2 separate regions of the Mus musculus genome follow, and region 2 is linked to region 1. Evidence: chromatin contacts called from public Hi-C data. All regions are on one chromosome and are shown on one strand. The core of a region is the stretch at or near the end of the contact, and the rest is flanking DNA. Distances in the headings are between cores, read along the strand shown.

Evidence for each region. A called contact is a pair of places that touch in the nucleus more often than the background predicts.
Region 2: a contact with region 1 is called in a Hi-C map of the G1E-ER4 cell line, with 2.7 times the contacts expected there. The contact joins two enhancer-like sites. A contact is called at or near these places in 8 of 484 Hi-C or Micro-C datasets (the G1E-ER4 cell line, the HL-1 cell line, Sertoli cells and 5 more) and 2 of 9 other capture datasets (embryonic trunk and pancreatic islet).

The regions. Positions count from the first base shown.
Region 1 is chr5:132,229,026-132,234,208 of GRCm38.p6, reverse strand. All of the region lies in intron 2 of Auts2 (autism susceptibility candidate 2), which reads left to right. Among named protein-coding and RNA genes, the nearest start is that of Auts2, 310 kb to the left of the region's middle. RefSeq lists an enhancer at 3,849-5,057. Within about 2 kb of position 1,863, at least 11 of the 459 cell types and tissues checked have an H3K27ac peak or open chromatin away from gene starts, as enhancers often do. A contact at or near this core is called in the G1E-ER4 cell line, where this site is marked.
Region 2 is chr5:132,435,341-132,440,819 of GRCm38.p6, reverse strand. All of the region lies in intron 1 of Auts2 (autism susceptibility candidate 2), which reads left to right. Among named protein-coding and RNA genes, the nearest start is that of Auts2, 110 kb to the left of the region's middle. Within about 2 kb of position 2,624, at least 21 of the 459 cell types and tissues checked have an H3K27ac peak or open chromatin away from gene starts, as enhancers often do. A contact at or near this core is called in the G1E-ER4 cell line, where this site is marked.

The sequences.
Region 1 (5,183 bases), core at 614-3,113:
CTTGTTGAGATAGTCTAGTATATGGCAAACGATATATATGATCTAAGGACACTCAGGTGCAGAGGTTGTTTTCTGTTGATAAATAGGCTCTCTCTCTCTCTCTCTCTGTATTTGTCTGTGTTTGCACATGCATTCGTGCATGCACTTTAAATGTGCTGATATGCTGTCTTCTCTCAGTTATTTCCCACAAGACATTTGATGCCACCTAAATTCTTCTTAACCATAGCAAGGATTTTCTCTGCCACTCAGAGTTTTTAATCCCTGCATTTAGAGCACTTGACTGCAGTGAGTTTTAGTATAGTTTTATACATGTTTCTTCTAGTTTGTATTTGTTGAGTTATTTTATTCTATGGGGGCATAATTTTTATGTTGATAAATTTTGGGTCATTATTTCCTCAAAGATTTATTTTATTTTGTGAGTGTATGTGTGTGTACATGATTATGGGTACGCGTGTGTACATGAGTGTATATGTGCATGGGTGTAGGTGCCTTCAGAAGAAGATGAGGTTAGATACCCCAGAACTTTCATTACAAGCTGTTGTGAGCCACCCAATCGGGGTACTGGAATTGAACTGGAATCTATTAGAAGGGGTGCAAGAGCTCTTAACCACTTAGCCATCTCTCTAGTCTGTCTTTGACGTTTTTTTAAAGAGAGAATTCATCTTTATTTTACCTTCAATGGAATTCTAGTTCTGAGATATCAAACTATTTGTCATCTTGTATTTAAGTGTGTGTGTGTGTGTGTGTGTGTGTGTGTGTTAGTGTGTGTGTAAGTGATAGAGAGATGGAGAGTGTGTGTGTGTCCTTTTGGATAGTTCTTTGGCTTAGCCTCATGCTTACTGATCTCGTTTTCTCCTATGTGTGTTAAGTAGTTTTAGAGGTTAAAAACAGGTTGTGTTGTTTAAATAATAAACATCTTTGTCTTTTAAACATCCAAATGGATCTTATAGTAAATATTTTAATGTTCTTGTTTATGAATGATGTCTTTGTAACTTCTGGGTCATTTCTGTTATTTCATTCTGTTTTGAATATTACTTCATCCTGTTATTTTATTAATTGTTGGGAAATGTGTGCCACCACATAACCACACCCCCAGTCCATCACTGGGGGATCCTAGGCAAGTGTTTACTAAGCTACACACCATCTTCTATAAAGGCAGGATGGAGGTGTTCTAAGTGCATGTTCTATAGTGGACCCACATTCCTAGCCCTGCTTACGTATTTTAAAGAAAATCGTCTCTTTGGAAGGATGTGTTTCTCTAGGTTGAGCCTCATGTCTTTATGCTGTTTGAATTTGCACTTTTAACCTACTTTCATATTTTTTCTGTATTCTAAAATTTCTTCCAGATTCTCTGTTGTTGTTTTCCTTGTTCAAGATGTATCATGGGGTGACCAGTTCACATTTAGTTTTAGAGTGTTTGACAGTATATATTGTTCAGGCTTTGCCTAAAACCTTCACATTATACAAAATCTCACTTGTCTCTCCATTACAGTATAAACCACACTGATATCATCGTAGCTTGTTATTATGTGTCTTTGGTTTGTTAGGAAAGAGCTGTCAGAATAAGCTCTCTTTATCACTTGGAATTACAAGTTAACTGTTGTCTTGCCACTGATTAGAACAGCTGTCTTCTCCATTCTGCTGTGTCTGCTGTGGCATCTCACTGTCACAAGGTAGTGTTGGAGGTGACAGTCTCCTGAGACTCCTTTCATGACCTGTCACAACATCACAGACTGGGATCAGTCAGGGCTTTCTGTCTTTTGTATTGGCAATCTTACTTCTTAAAACATGTGGCTCTGCCTCTGACCCTGCCTTCTGCTCCTCTTTCTCTGCCTTCTGATCTGATGCTGTGTGTTATGGGGCAAGGTCAGGTCAGCTTCTAATATACTCTGATTAAAAATACTGCAGGGGCTGGAGAGATAGCTCTGTGGGTAATAGCAATTGCTCTTGTCAAGGTCCTGAATTGGGTTGCCAGCATCCATGTTGGGTAACTCAAAACCACTAGTAACTCTGTCCCCAGAAGATCTAACACCCTCTTCTGGCTGCCCCATCTACCTGCACTTGCGTGTGCACATGTACACACAAACACATATGAACATACACAAATAAAAATTTAAAATACTTTTAGAAATTCCTTCCTAAAATATACCTCAAAAGGAAGTCTTATGAGAAGACCTACTAATTTGAGAGCTTTATTTTATTTTTTATTTTTATTGAAAAAAAAAAACCTTCATTTTGGAGTTGATGTCTGCGGTATTCCTGTGTTCATATTTTTCACTAGCCTTGGATTCTCCCAGTCCTCCAAACACTGCTGACTTGCTTTCTTTCGCATTGCATGGTTCTGGCTCCCTCTGCAGCCTCAAATGGAAAAGTGCGGGGCTGTCCTTTGTTACTGAAAAAACCCAGCTAGCTGAGCTGCCTGCTTGTTTGAAGGAGCATTTGCAGCTGGTGTGCAAGTGTAGACGGGAAGCGCAGATTAAGGAACGCCTTACTTTTGTTTTGGCAAGGCTTATTGGAGACTAAAGTTGTATCTAGGGAGGATTCAGGTAGAGGAAAAATGGTGAGGATGGGCTGAAGAGAGGCTGAAGAGGTAAAAGGTGACATTTGCTAAGGAGGAAGTTTCAGGAGCAGTGTTGCAGTGTAGTTGTATGAAGACACTGAGCAGTGACACCTGAAAGGTCCCAGGCTGAAGCCTCCTGGGTCACTGGTCAAGGATTACAGCTTGACTGTGTGATTTAACACTTTGTGTGCCTTGCGAGTGGCTTCTCCGTCAACCATGTAGCAGGGGCTTGGGTTGCCCGCTGTACAGACTGCAGTCTCTTGTGCTTCAGAGTGAGGGAATTAGAATTAGAAAATGTAAGTCGAGCCTTCCTAGGCTGTGATAATGGCTTCAGATTATTGCTTTTCAGTGTTCTCTTGAGATGTTTTATTTCCCCCGTAAGTCCCCGAATCTACAGTGTCCATTAAAGGAAAATTATACCAAATTCTAAAATGTAAGTTTTTAAAGCAGCGGTCACCTTGTTTGACTTGTGCTTATTTTTGGATGAGCATAGGAACTTTGGACAGAGTGGGAATATTTGAGCATGGCGCTAGGGGTGCTGTTAGTGTTAACAGGCTGTGTACTCACCAAGTGAACATAGGTTTCCAAGTTCCTTTGGGTTATTTATGCATTTTGGTTCAGTCTAAAGGTTATTTAAAATTTTTGTACTTTAAATGCAAAATTTTATATAGTAGTACTTCTCTAGAATATTATGCATAGTTGTTGACGTAATGGCTTGGGTAGGCACAGATAGCTGGTATGTGAAGAATAAATTACCACATCAAAGCCTGTGTGCTTTAGAGGGAGGAGTGAGTACATTGGTAGGTATAGAAGATTACCTTTATTACACGGAAAATTTCAGTGTTTATATAAACTTTTGTGGGTTTAGCATATTTGTAGACATAAAGTGAGCCTTGGAGCCTTCAAACATGACCTTTTCATTTAGTAGCTGAGTGTCTTTGGCTTGGTTTTTCTTTTTCTTTTAATTCTTTTCCTGGATTTTTGAATCACCTGAATTAATACCTTGCCTTTATTGTCTTTATGTATTCACGTAAACTGAAAACCCCAAACTGAGTGGGTTGTTGTTATTGTTTGTTTGTTTTAAGTTTTTAAGTATGTTTTGTTTTGTTTTGTTTTAAAGTTTTGTTGTGTATGCTTAGCTGGCCTGCCACTCCCATCTACAATGCTGTTAACTCTCCACAGTCCTGCGTTAGCCTTTGGAATTGGTGCTGGAGACATGAGCATGAGCCCACTCCAGGCTTCAGGTTTCTGTTTGGTCACCAAAGCTTTTCTGTGTCTAGAAGACGAAGGTGAATTACTGTTTCTGTCCTGAAGTGAACCTCACACAGCCTTGTTGATGTTAGTGGGAATGCTAATATCTTTTCTAAAGTTCTTCTGGAGTGTTCCTCTGGCTCTATACTAAAAGGACTGTAATCTTTAGAAATTGAGTTCCTGCAGGGAGGCTGACAGCTCAGCAGATGGTGGGAGATTTTAGGGTGTTGTGTTTGTTATCGCTCATGTAGAGCCGACACAGACTCCAAACCCGAGTCTGTATTTCTCTTGGAGCAGACATTAACCTCTTTTTCCAGGCCGAGACAGTGAAGTGTATCAGTTTTGGTAGCCTGGGTTATAAGAAACCTAAATTAGTTTGAAGTGGAATTATCCTGTTGAAAGGGCAGTTGAAAGCCCTTGACACTGGACAGAGGATTGTCTAGTGTCTAATCTTGGCTCAGAACGCAGCAGACATAATGAGAGTCATTATGAACTGGTGATCTCTCACCCCTCCCCTCAGCAGACCGCATTAGACTTGCAAAAACAGAGAGCACTGTGTGTGCTTGGCCCTGTGCCTGCCCTGTGCCAGAGGAAGAAAGTCTACCTTGTTTGTGCTCCAACCAGATACCGATGTATCCTGTTACTGCTAGGCTGGGTTCTGAGTTCCTCTGTTCAAGCTCGTCTTGACAGATGCTGTCATGGCTGACCCTTAGCAAGACAAATGCAGCCACTTTGCAGGAGTTGGCTTCTACCCAGCTGTGCTTGCCAGTGTCCTGAAAGGACGTTCCTGTGTATTTACCTGTGGTCTATTACCCTCCATCACGATCTGAGCTACCTTCAGAATCTTGGCTGTATCTGAAAGCAATGTGTAGTTGTTTGTTCAAATAAATGCAGTCCCTGAACTTGACTTCCTGATCTTTCAATAACAGCTGTTGCTTAAATACATCCTGAGAATCTCCGGGAAGGTCTCCTGCTACAGAATCAGAACTTTGATAGCTGTGTATCATGGACTCTGGAAGCACCACAAAAAGAGACTCTCCACAGATGAATGTTGGGGGGTTTGCTCTGAATGTTAATCTTTGCCTAGGAGGAATGACAGTTTTGTTGTGTTGCAGCGGGTTGGGATGAAAGAAGACAAGTGGCTGGAAATGAGTGGGGTGAACTATGGTGAGAGCTTGCTTCTGAAGGGTGCTGGCAAAGAGGCTTCATTATGGTATTGAAAAACAGATGGGGGCTTCTTGAAGTCTGTGTAAGAGTGAGTGAGTATGGGTCTCCCTCTCCCTCTCCCTCTCCCTCTTCCTCTCCCTCTCCCTCCCCCCTCCCCTCCCCCTCCCTCTCCCCTCCCCTCCCCCCTCTCCCTCCCCCTGCCCCT
Region 2 (5,479 bases), core at 1,375-3,874, 210 kb before region 1:
AGCAGCAGAATGACGGTCTCTTCCTTTGTTGTGGCTAACACCATACTTGGCATCTGCCAGATGTTATAAAATATTGGTCAAATTGAATTAATTAATTTACTTCAGCCAAATTGTTCTCCAAGCCTTTTGTGCTTTTTCCCCTTCCACTTTTGTTTGTTAGTTCCCACCCTCTCTACTTCACAGTTCTAGCTTATGGCTCTTCCCTCCCATTCTCTTTGTAATTATCCAGTCATTTATTAAACGGAGACAGGCTTAACTAGACATTAAATAATTGCAGGTGTGCAGCTGAATTGAGCTGCTGTCCTGTAGGTAGGCGCTCACAGCTGCTTCTGCAGTGTTGGGGGATGAGAATACCTTTTATCTCATTTGGTTACACGATGCTTTGCATGTTGCACAGTGAAAGAACGTTGATGCTTCTGCTGTAAGCAGTGTGCAGATGCTGGCATGTTCTCAGGAAGCCAACAGGAAAGGCACCAGGAGGTCAGGTCTTCCTTGGAATTTTGCCTTGTTCTTTTGCTATTTTCTTGGTAGAGGACACTTGAACTGTCCTTCCCTTGAAAACAGCCTTCAGGGTTCTTTTTTTCCTTTTGTTATTTGACTTGGTTTTACTATGTAGTCCATGCTGGCCTTTAACTGGTCATGTAGCTCACACTAGCCTCTAACTCCTCCTCAGTCTCCAGACTCCTCCTCCCAGATGAGTGTGTACCAACACAATAGATTTCACCTTTTCTTTTTATTCTAAAAAGTTTTAAAAATTACAGTTACTGTGTATGTATGTGTGTACTTGTGTCCGTGCACAATACATGCACACATGCATGGAAGTGAGAAGACAACTTGTGGGAGTCAGTTTCTTCCTATACCATGCATGTGCTGGGAATTGAATGAGGGTAGTCACACTTAGTGCCAAGCATTTTGCCATGGAGCCATCTCACTGGCCTCTGACTTCAGCTTTCTGATGGTCATGTTAACTACCACAGCAGGATTTTCCCATTTCTTCTTAAGAGATAAACAGTGGGTACAGCAGTTAACTTTTTGCTTCAGTGGTGAAACTTCATCTTCATGCTTTATGTTCAACTTTCCCTAGTCTATAAGATATACTTCCTTTTATGAGTGTAATTTTAGTTTTAGAATTGTGGTATACCCAGTTTGTTTTCTTTGGCTTCTTATATCATTTATCACAACCGCTAGAGGAAGATATGAATTATATAGTAAGTACCTAACTCCATTTAAACCTCGAATAGGCTCTTAATAAAGGACTGCTAAAGCTATGCAGTAACCTAGTGGTTATAATCACAACTATGCAGGATTATGGGCTAAGTATATGTAGGATATATTATAGGTATAAGAAATATGCTGGGGCTAGAGAGGTTGCTCAACTGTTAAGGCCATTGGCTGTTCTTTCAAAGGACCTGGGTTCAATCCCCAGCATCCACGTGGTACGTGCAACTATCTGTTGTTCCAATTCAGGGGATCCAATGCCCTTTTTGGGACTCTGTTGAAACCAGGCACAGAAGTGACATACAGATATACATGATGACATGCATCCATACACCTAAAAAAAATGTTAAAAAAAAGAGAAATGTTGCTACTTGCCAGTTGTATAATGTTGAATATGTTATTTAAATCTCAGTATACTTCCCCTCTTCCCCACTCCCGTGCTTGGAATTGAACCTAGCGTCGTTCACATTACTAGATATATGCTCCATCCTCTCACTGGGCATTCTAGTTAAGTGCTTTACTGCTGGGCCATACCCCTTATCCCTCACCCGGGCATTCTAGGCACACAATGGACTGCTGAGCCACTCTCCCAGATACCTTTTAAGTGTGTGTCTTAATCTTTAGTTTCCTCATGTGGGTAGTTGTGAAAGTTGAAGGGATTTGGTAAGTATTTGAAAGCACACAATCTACTAAGCCTTTGTCTGGATCCTGGGAGTAATACACACATGCACAAAACAGCCTACATTTTATATCCTTGTGGAGTGAATATATCTGAATCTGTTTTTAGTATCGATTAGCCAGTGTTTATGATGAACATTAACTGAAGTATTGACCCAAGAAGATTTCACTTGGCAGTTTAAACTCATCCCTTGTTCAGCAGGTCTTGTTCATATCAAGTATCACAGACAGCCATCCATTGTGAGGCTTCAGAATTTGAGCCTAGACTAGCTGTATCTGTGTGCCTGAGTTTCTGGCTTGAGTGCAGAGCTCCTCCTGTGGGTCACTGCTCTGTAGGCTGTCCCCGAGTTTCCACAAACAGACTCAAGAATAAGGGCTGAGTGACACCTTTGATCCTTTGAATCTCGGTGTGAAAGCCAGGTTTGTCCAAGTAAAGTGTGAGTGGATCAGGGAGGGCACTGTGGAGTTTAACTTAGCAAACCCGTTCTGAGAGCTGTGCTTTGTTGATACCTGCAGAAACACAAGCAGATTAAAAAAAAAAAAATCCCAGGATATCGGATTGATCAGCTTCTCTAAACTGTTTATCGTGGGTGGCCAACAGAAAACCCTTCTGAGATATTCTGTTCTCCTGGATGACTAATGAAGATAGAGACACTGGTAGTACCGAGGGAACTCTGGTAGCATGCTGAGGTGGGAGTCTGGCATTCAGCCTCAGAGGGTGCTAGTGAGCAGGGAGTGGGTGGGAGTCCTCGGTAAGTCCAGCGTTGAAAGACTTGGCACTGGTCCCTCGAGAGAGGTATGAGAATGTACGCTTGCTCTCACGTGAGCTCTGCTAAGTTATTTTTAGAATATGTCTGATCAGAGTTAGTATTCCATCATGGGTCAATAATTTGTATTCTTAAGTTCCTGCTTTTTCTATTAGAGAAGTAGTAAACAGTATACGAGAGTAAAGAGAGGCACGCTTGGTTGTTTGTTAGAGTCGCCACGTAGATACTGTCCTGGTGAGGTTTCTGTCGCTGTGGCAGACACCATGATCAAAAGCGACTCGGGGAGGAAACGGTTTATCGGTTTGCAGGTTAGATAGAGTTTATTGTGAAGGAAGCTAGAGCAGGATCTCCAGGTAGAAACTGAAGCAGAGATCATAGAGGAAAGCTGTGGACTGGCTTGCCTTTTTATAGACTCGAGGACCACTTGCCCAGAGCGGCACTGCCCATGGTAGACTGGGTCCTCTCAACGTCACTCATTCATCAAGAAAATGCTTCACGTGCAGATGTGTCCATAGGCCAGTCTGACGGAGACACCCTTTCAATTCACTTCTCTCTTTGAAGATGGCTCTACCTTGTTTCAAGTTGACAAAGCAACAGAACCAAATAAAAGAGAACAAATCCTAACTGGCACAGACACTTTATGCTGTGTGTGTGTGTATGTGTATATATATATATATATATATATATATATATATATATATATATATTTTTTTTTTTTTTTTTTTTTTTTTCTTCTTTGAGATTTGGAATTTGGTCTCTTAAGAACCTACTGAGAAGATTAGTTATGTCTGATATGGTCAGCCCTACATGCATTTTTTTTCTGTTTATTGCAATAAAGGCGTGAAGGTTTTTATTGGAAGTTTTTTTTGAAGTTGAGAGGAAGCCTTTACATAGTTGTTTATCAGAGTCACTAAATAGCTCAGACATCCCTGGTGACTTAGCTGGTGGCCTTTACTACCTTGCTGGGTGCTTGTGAAAGGAGACTGTGCTTGCTTCCTTGCCAGCAAAGTGTCATGAAGCCAGATGCAGTGGGAATTGCTGCAGTGAGCAAACTTAGCAGGATTGTTGCACAAGATTGGCAAGTGTCCAGCTTTAGACTATCTTGGAAGAACTGGCTTTAGGGCAGAGAGGAAAGGTTTAGACAACAACTTTCTTGCTTCTCGGTGGCCTTATCCTTACTAAACCTGACTGAGGCTTCTTTGTGCCTTTCCCACATCTGGTTCTTAAGTACTTTCTGTGGGTGGGAGCTTTGTATAAGGCTCCCGTGCAGGTGCAGTCACAACTTTCCCTAGAGGAATAAGTTAGTTTGTGCAGGAGTTGACAGAGGGTGTTTTACAGAACAATTGGAAACTTCACTCCATACCAACTTTAGTGGCTTGAATAGGTATGGACCCCATAGACTCAGGTATTTGAGTGCCTGGCCCATAGGGAGTGTCACTATTAGGAGGCATGGCCTTGTTGGAGTAGATGTGGCCTCATTGGAGGAAGTATATCGCTGTGGGCTTTGAGGTGTCCTATGCTCAAGCTCTGCCCAGTGTGGGACAAAGTCCTCTCCTTGCTGCCTACAGTTCAAGATATAGAACTCTTAGCACAATATCTGCCCAAAGGATGCCGTGCTTCCCACCATAGTAAGGACTAAACCTCTGAAACTGTAATCCAACCTCCATGAAATGTTTCCCTTTATAGGAATTGCCTTGGTCATGGTGTTTCCTCAGAGCAATGGAAACCTTAGATTCTCTCCTGTAACTTCTCGCCACCAGAGTTGAGTGACGGTCACCTGTCCAATCTCATAGTTTTCCTTAAGTTTAACACATCAGTGATTCTTCAAAAATAACGAATTTCTGAATACACCCATGAGAACACCCAGTAGCACGGGTAGCAAGGTGCTTTTGCTTTGAGTCTGTCCTGAGTGTGTTCTTCACTGTGCAAGGCCAAAGGGGGATTTTCTTGGTTTTTACTCCTCTTGCCATGAAGATTTTTTTTTTCCATTAAGTAAAAATACACCCAAACTGTGAACTTCATTAAAAGAGGAGTGTGAGAGAATTAGAAATGAGCAGAATGCTACCTCTATGTCTCAGGAAAGTTTCATGGGACCTCTCAGTACTGCCCATTGAACAAATTTAATCCATTGTTTCAATAACATTACCCATGATGTCTTTTCTGTTTTAGTTTTCTTCTTTTAAAAATTCCTGGGAAATACCAGAACCTTTCCAAGTTAACTAAATAAACTAACACACGTTTGAAATGTTTCAAAGTAACCTAGAGCCAGTGATTCTAAACTTTGCTATTTGGGTGACTTTCTGCTGAAGGACATATCACTAAATTGCACGAAGATCCTTTTTTGTTCCCCATTATCAGAAACTAAAGCAGAACTAAGCTGAATAAATTTTCCAATTTACACGAGTACCTTCTAAATGGTCTCTTTATATACATTGCTTGCATACGCTTGCAACCCGAGTATCACCGAGAGCTACAGTTTGTCAGGGTTTAGCTCTTAATTAGCTTATGAGATTACATCCTTTTGAAGCTGTAGACCACAGGTGTTGGCTAGTTTTCCAAAAGCAATTAAAATGCCCACTGTTATAATTAAGCTTGTTACTTGTTGTATGTTCTGGTTATAAAATGTATTGGCAATTAAGGAAATGGAGACTGAGGCATTTGGCTTGGCTCTTAGAGATGCATTAGACTCGACTTCAACCTTGGTCCCTTAGGAGAAGGTATGGGTCCCTGGGTCAGTTGTAGTACCTTGAATATTTATTGTTATACCTTGAATAGCAATAGCTGCAGATTATTGTGGAGTTTATCATGGTGTTCCA